Linked DNA regions of Mus musculus: region 2 is linked to region 1. Evidence: chromatin contacts called from public promoter capture Hi-C data. All regions are on one chromosome and are shown on one strand. Each heading gives the region's core, a stretch centred on a gene start, on an enhancer-like site or on the middle of the called end of the contact. The rest is flanking DNA. Distances are from core to core; before and after follow the strand shown. Region 1 holds the start of Rp2 (retinitis pigmentosa 2 homolog). Region 2 holds the start of Zfp300 (zinc finger protein 300).

Evidence for each region. Capture Hi-C pulls out chosen DNA fragments and counts their contacts.
Region 2: a promoter capture Hi-C map of liver shows a contact between it and region 1, with 2.2 times the contacts expected there. The contact joins the promoter of Zfp300 here to the promoter of Rp2 in region 1.

Annotation. Positions count from the first base shown.
Region 1 is chrX:20,362,324-20,366,444 of GRCm38.p6, forward strand. It overlaps Rp2 (retinitis pigmentosa 2 homolog), which reads left to right and starts at 2,158. Exons shown (of 5, transcript NM_133669.5): 1 at 2,158-2,505. The coding sequence starts at 2,413.
Region 2 is chrX:21,087,506-21,091,476 of GRCm38.p6, forward strand. Zfp300 (zinc finger protein 300) reads right to left here and starts at 1,724. Exons shown (of 5, transcript NM_001358840.1): 1 at 1,501-1,724; 2 at 1,017-1,075. The coding sequence starts at 1,031.

The sequences.
Region 1 (4,121 bases), core at 908-3,407:
GTTGGTGGTATAGCACCTGCCTAGTAGGTATAACATGTGCAAGGCTTTAGTTTAATCCCTAGCACCTCTGAAGAAGAAGAAAAAAGAGCAAGAGAGCAAAACAGATCACTAATCTTTGTGTATTAGCTTTTTAATCCTGGTTGTTCTTGGGTTGGTGGGGGCTATATGGAAAGAAGAGACAGTGTCTCAAGTAGCCCAGGCCAGTCTTGAACTCCATTCTGCTTCTAACTCTCAAATGCTGAGAATATATTGCCACACCCAGCTATAATTTGTATGATTTCAATTTAATTTTGATTTAATTTGATTTGGGATTAGACTGACAGTGAGATGAGAGTTAACCAAGTGCCTTCAGTTTTATTTGAGGATCTCTAAAAACTAATTACAGGTTGATCTAGATTTTGTTTCAGATTTGAGTTTCTCAAGAGCATGTGTTTCAAAGCAATGAGTTAGGGCTGGAGAGATGGATCAGCAGTTAAGAGCACTGGCTGCTCTCCCAGAGGTCCTGAGCTCAATTCCCAGCAACCACATGGTGGTTCACAACCATCTGTAATGGGCTCTGATGCCCTTTTCTGCTGTGTCTGAAGAGAGTGACAGTGTACACACATACATAAAATAAACAAATAATTTTAAAAGGGTGTGCTCAAAGCAATGAGTTTTAGAAATTCTTTCTCTAAAATTAGTTTTATTGAGTTGTGTCTTTATGAAGAACATGATCCATGAGGGACAGAGGATCTGAATTTTTCTAGTTCTTGCTCAATTCCATTCATTGTGACCACAGATTCATCCCTGGATTTCAGCTTCTTATTCTGCACTCTGCAGTGATCAAACTTTTGCTATTCTATGAATATAAATTAGCAGCAGGGCTCTAATACAAAACTATCCTCACATAGAACTTTGATCTGACTGAAGAAAAAGGCAGTAATGCACAGCTTTTATTGTCCAAGACCTGGAGCTTAACTTTCAGGTCATTTATAATTCTTAAGCACTGTACCCTTCTTCCTGGTTGTACAAAAAGGGCAGGAAGTGAAAGGAGGAACAATCTTAATGCCCAAATTGAGTCAGAGGCTCTTTTAGAATCTACATTAAATGTGATAGGTATGGTCAAGTAAAAAGATAAACAAATTTGAAAGTGCTAGTCTGCATTTGATGTCTTATCATGATGTTTTAATACTGTATCTCAGAGAAATCAACTTATTATGAAAGCAATACATGGGCATTGTACTCAAAGTCCACCCAAATACAACAAATGTTAATGATTGTGTATATTTTTATGTTTTCACGCGAACTTTGTACCATTTGCTTTGAACAGATCAGGTTGTTTATATGATAGGGTTTATATCCTCTATTAGACTTTGCACTGCTTGAGTTCCTAAAGCTCCTTTGTGGTGAGTCAACATGCCTCTCTTACCCTCTATAGTTGGACTACTGTCTTTTGGAAGAGATTGGAAAAAGGTTATATGTGCTTCTGTCATTGGATGCATAAGCTGAGAGATTCAAAGGTACATGCCTTTTTGTAATATCCTTTTGCTCCCAGATTCACTGTTCTAGTAAGGAGACAATACTAGGTTTTTATCCTAAATACTTGTCCAATTTTGGAGAGATAAGTGGAAGCTTTTAGACATCCCTCAAAGGATTGGAGAGATGGCTCAGTGTTTAAGATCATTTGCTCCTCTTGCAGAGGATCCAGGTTCGCTCCCTAGCACTTGCTTGATGGCTTACAACTATTAGTAACCAGGAGATTTGAGCCCTCTCCTGACCTCTACAGACACCAGACATGAACAGTTCGACCAGAAGCTTGTGGGTTCCCTAGAAAGGTACTGAAAGGGAGGAGTGAAGGACACAAATTTGTTTTACAAAATCAGCAAGATTTTTTTCCCTAGCAATTTTTGTCATAAAACAAGTCCACTACTCTGTATGGCATCCCCTCCAGAGCTTAAATTTTGGAAACTTTCGAAATTTGAGCACCGGGTCAGGAAAAGGTACTCAGCCCAATCAAACAGCAGCCAGCTAGCCCAGCCTAGTTCACTAGAGGGGAGAAGCTGGGGGTGGAGTAGGACCGACCTGGGGACGGGGCCCTCGGTGAGAGCACCTGAGCTGGCCAGCCCCCCGCTGACGTAGGATTGGTGAATGAATACTTTGGCCTGAGCTCATAGGAGCAGAGCAGCTTGCGAGGCATTGATTGGCTCAGAGGCTGCTGCCCGCTTATTGGTTGCCATAGGTCGTCACGGAGACCTAGGGGGTTGGGCGGAGAAGGGTGTTGGGCCTGGCGGGAGTGCTGAGGGTTCCTGGCGGCGGGGCTGCTCCCCTGGGCGGTGTCCGGGGAGCTGTTGGCCGAGTCACCCTGGCTTCCCGCCACCCTCTGAAAGGTGTCTGAGCGAGTGGGGTCCACTACCAAGACCCTTAGGCCGCACCATGGGCTGCTGCTTCACTAAGAGGAGGAAGAGTGAAAAGGCTGAGGGAGAGGAGGAGCAGCCCAAGCTGTACAGCTGGGACCAGCGGGAGAAGGTGATGTTTTGGGGATCCCTTGCTTTGGGCCCTCCTCGGCTGCCCTTTGCAGCAGATGAAAGCGGGCAGTTTGGCGGGTGGCCCACAACTGGCTTTCACTGGCGCGCACAGGCAGCTGAAGTCGCACGACTTTGGGGGCGGGATGTGAAGGGCCCAAAGGAGGCATAGAGTTAGTGGTCAGCCTAACTAGACTCCCAGGGCCTCTCTGTAGGCTCTGCACCCCGACTCCGGATTCTAGAAAGGACTCCAGGGAGGGAAAGAGCCAGGAAGGTGCTGAATCTCCAATCAGCTCATTTCACCAGCGTTGGCCAAAGGGGTTTGGTCCAGTGGTCGAATTACACACGCAAGACTGGTTCTCATCTTTTCTGCGGTTTGTATTCCCAAGCTGTTACTCTTTTGTCTGCTCTCCTCTGAAAATCGCTTTTGGTGCCTCTTGGTGTTACTCAGTTATTAAATGGACTGTTTCATGTCTACCTTTATTCTCGTCTTCCATTTATCAGAAAAGAATAATGAAAATTGAGGCAGTCTTGGAGTGTATTGTGTAAGGTGAAAGTACCCAACACAAACCAGGAAGTAGTTTATTATTGCAGCTTTATATGAACGAAAATGCCATATATATATATATGTACACACACACATACACACACACATATATACATATGTGTGTGTGTATATATATATATATATATATATATATATATATATATATATATATATATATATATATATATATATATATATATATATATATATCTCAAAAGGTTTGAAAAAGTCTCCTAATCTTGCACAAAACACACTTACTTAGGCATACATTTCACAATGGTTCCTCTTTCTACAAAGTTCTTCTTTTCTTCTTAGTGTAGTTGCTTTGTAAAACACTTAATAGACATCAATTATTATAGTTTCTCAAACAAAATAAGAACGCTTGTTCTTTTAAATGGGTGTCATGAACAGTTAACTATTGCTTAATGCAACAACTTTGACCAGAAGTACTAAAGTCTTGTTTTGTTATAACCAGTCATCCTGCATCCTTGTTTGGTATGACAAATCATCCTGCATCATTTCAAATCCCCAGCAGAATTTAGGCATTCATATAAATGACATTTTCAAAATGTTGGCTTTTAACAAATGGAAGCTGAATTCTCAGGCTCAGCTTTTTGCCTTTGACTCTGAAACCTTTCTTAGGCCATGTGGCCTTTTGTTCCTCTTATATAGCAGTATTTTGTCATGTAGGAAAGTGTTGTATTTTCTGTCTTATATGAAGATTGTACCCATCAAAATCATTTGGTAGGAGGATTTTGAAGTATTCATTTTCAACAGCCTTGGGATTTCTAATAATGCTGTTTAAATTTTTTCTCCCCAGCGCTGGGTATTGAGCCATGCTAGGCAAGCATTCTACCACTGAGTGGCATCCCTAGCTAAACAATGCTCTTTAAACTTGAACTTCCTGCTGCAGAGAGAGTTTTTGTTTGTCTTATTTTGTTTAGAAGTGTCAGGCTAAAAGTAAAAGTGTGCTTTTCTTTTCAGTAGTCTTGGTTGGCTGTGGTTCACTGTTCCATAATAATTGTCTTTCTGCTAACTTCTACTTACAAAGTTCTGATTAATTGGGGTCTTCT
Region 2 (3,971 bases), core at 474-2,973, 720 kb after region 1:
CCTGAAAATTGGGATAATAAGCATGTGTGACTACACTTATTAAAGAAGTTTGAATTTTTGGTCCTATGCTGCTTTTGTATGAAGAAAAAAGAAGATGAAATAGTAGACTTGTTAAAGAAGAGCAGAAAAGAAAAAAATGTAAAATATTCAGAGATGTTATGAATTTTGAGGCTAAAAGTAAATGGACAACCCTCTGAATTTCTCAAGGTTTCCTTCTAGATCATAAAAATGAAAAACATTCTGGAAAAGAATATGAAGGACATATGGCTTATATAGTCTTCTTGGTCATCAAGTTTTTATTCACATGTAGTCCAGGACATATTTGTTGTAGGCTTGGCTTGGCTTTCCTGAACAGTCACATCCTTTTTAGTTTTGTTTTAGCAAGACACCTTTGGTTGACAGGAAAATAATTTAAGTTACAACAGAGCAATATTAGCCTTGTGTTTTCTAATAAGGACTTGAAGGACCCATCAGAGGACTGTCTGACCAACACTAGGAAGTTTGTGCACCCGTGGAAGTGGCTTACTGTTTCTTTAATAATGAGATACAAGTGAATATGTTTCATTCCTCTTATGTTATGGCTTACAGAAAGCTCAGAAAATTAACTGTATTTTAACATAAAATATAAAATCCTATGACACACTCACACTCTTGTGCTGGTCTTGTTCTATATCCTTAAAGTTTGTGTTTATATGTATCGGCCTTATAGAATAAATAATAATGCAATAATTCATATACTCACATATAAAGTTTATTATATATGTATCAAAGCATTGTTCTAAACATATATTAATTCAATTGACCTTCACAATCACCATACAAGGTAGATATTATCGTTATTATCTTAACCATTCCCATTTTACAGTTAAGAAAATTAAGGCACAGAGAGCTTTGGTAAGCTCATAATGCTGTTAAGAGCAATTTAGCTGCAGATTCTATAGTCTTAACCACTAGACCATATTGCTTCTATCCTAATATGGGCAGAGGATAACTGGGAGAAGCAAATAAGAACTTACCTGGGACTCAGTCATGACTGACTGTTGTGGAGAGAAGCCAAAGGCCTAAAAAGGCAGAACTGTTGAGAGGGAGAAGAAAAAAAGAGTTTCAGATGGCAAGGATACGCAGACTGAAAGTTCACCAAATCACCATGCCAGAAATTCACAAATGCCAGCAGGTAAAATGGCCACGGTATATAGCTAAGAAAAATGCGAAAGGGAATTTGTTTTCCCTCGCAGATCCTCATTATCCAACAACACAGCTCTATCAGGGTCCTCATAGGCAACTGCAATACTCCACAGAGCTCAACATCACTTACACTACTGACCCTATCACTCTACTGCACGCTCATTACAAACCCCAAATATTCCCATCATTCACTTCACTACCCGCCTCCATCAAAGCCTCTACAGATCACTCATTTAAGGGATCTCCATCACTCAGCCTGCAGCCTCCCGCCCACATTTTCAATTCTCATTTTTGAGCCCCTCCCCAAGTACTCACCGAGTAAATTCGTGTTTGCAGTGTGTTTGCACTTGTCTGTCTCACTCCGCCTGCAGAGTGCCAGCCTGCTCACTTCCGCTCTGAATGAACTCTGCACTCCTTCACTCTCTTCTCCGATCTTAAAATCTGAATTCTTATGCCGGCAAAGTCTCTTTTATATTTCCCGTATCAGTCATAACTTCCTGAGATAACCACTTTTTAGTCCTTTTCCCCGCCTTAGTTACTGCGAGCACTAAACTTGCGCATGCGCAGTAGCCCTTCCTGAAGCTGTCAGCGCTAGCGGACCTAAAATATTTTGATTACCACAAGGATTGAATTTGCAGGCAGGAAAAATGGATGCGCCAATAAGCCGTGTTTTTAAGGGAGCAGACATCTTTATAACTTTTGCCGTTTCGTACAGCGGAGAAAAAAATCTGCCTCAATGTTTAAAGGAGATGAGATTTTTTTGAGGAATTTGAACACTTGGACAGAGGCACACTAAGACGGGCGACCTTTAGAGCTAAGGGCTACAACCCCAGCTCCGTATCCCCACCCCGACCCCTGGGCAGGGAGATACCAAGAGGAGACGGGATTGGGTGAGGGAAGATCTGGAACGCTGCTACCCTTCCTGGGAACTATATGGGGTAAAAGAGAATCAGAGCAGAGAACAATGCGTTCCTCTAAAGAGCAGCACCATTATGGACACGGGGAGAAATCATGGAGTTGGTAGTTCTTTCAAGGAAATACCACTAGAGAGGTAGGCATATTTTATTTAGGCTAGCTGTGAAGAAGACTCAGATTGGTATGATCCTCTGTATGGGAAATACCAGGATGCTGACGTATGCAAATCTAAGGGCAGTAAGAGTCTGTGCTCAGAGAAAGGGATACTGAAGAAAGTGACGCTGGTAAACTCAGGTGCAAGGAAAATTGGAGACAAAAACGCAGGCAACGTTGTTGTGGCTTAGAGATGAGGAGGAGAGTCCACAAAGTCCTGACTGTGACACCTCACCCCCAACCCCGCATACCCACATTCCTGGAAACATGTGGCAGAGAGATTTGGGAAAGTGCCTATGCCAGGCTCTGGGTCCTATGGAACCCATCTCAGGGTCTTCTACAGTCATGGAGGAACCAACAGGAGACTGATCCAGCTTTAGACTGCAGACACTGCATTATCATTTTACCACGTGAAAGCCGACGTAACATGTAAGGGTCAACTAAGTGATTCTTTTTCATGGCTATTGCAATAGAGACATTTTTTATTAATGAAAAATATACTAAAGACAAGGAAGAAGGGTTAGGGTTAGGGTTTTTATAAAGACACATCAATAGAGCAGTCATCCTTGAGCCATGAGCATGGATGACTTGGGTCTTATTTCAGAATATGGAAAAGGCACGGGGAGTGCTATGGATTTGTGTATCCTCCCCAAACCAATGCACTATTATTTGGAATGTAGTCTTTGGAAAGTAATTAGAATTAGATAATGTTGTTAGGGTGAACCCTGCTCCAATGGAATTGGTGGACTAATAAAAGACACATAAGAGTTTACTTATTTTTTGTTCACACATAAATCAAGTCACATGACAATGCAGTAATACACAGCTATTTGTAAACAAGAAAGACAACTTTTACCCCAAACCAAATCAGCTGACGTTGCCTTTCCCAGCTCCCTGAACTATGAGAAAGCAACTTCCTAGTGTTTATGCTGGCATGTTGTTGTGGCAGCCAGAGCCAGAAAAGACAGGGACCTGGAGAGTTAGCCTTTTACTGGACCACAAAAGGAAACAGATAGGGAGCTTCATCCCTGCTTTCCAGGAGCACAAGACTCAAGCTGAGTGACATTTTCAACAGCATTTCAGCTTGCTATGCTCTCATGATTCTCACTTCTTCCCACTCTGCCAATCACACTAATTCATACCCATTTCAGTTGCACTGTTACTAACTGTTCATTCATGGCCCGTGTTCACATTTACTACCTCATATGAAAACTGTGCAAGGGGAGAGGATCTGGGTCCATAATTCAGTGGCAGCTCACATTTGTACCATGTAAAGAGTTTTGCTTTGGAGTCCCCACACAAAACCCAAAGAAACATTTAAAGACAAGTAAGCCTTTATTTCCATGTTTCTCACATAAGGTCAAATGAGTTGCTTATTTTTTGATGATTAGAGACCAAGTGTTGTATCCTTATCTGACTCCTCCAGCAACAGCAGAAGTGGTGTTAGTGGAAGTAGCTACAGGAAAATGACCCACAAAGGCAGAAGGCCTAGATCTTTTTAGTAAGTGGGAAGCTATACTCGGTGTCCCCAGTCAGGACCCACTTGTGCCCATCTATGATAAAATGTGGCACTGAAGCAACAGTCCCATAACCACTGTGCAGACAAACAGTAGCAACATTTATGGGTGCCTTGTAAGAAATGAGAATGAAAAAATAGATTAGGGATTTAAAGCACTTTGTATATAAAGAGCACTGCCTCCTTAGTGAACACAAAACCC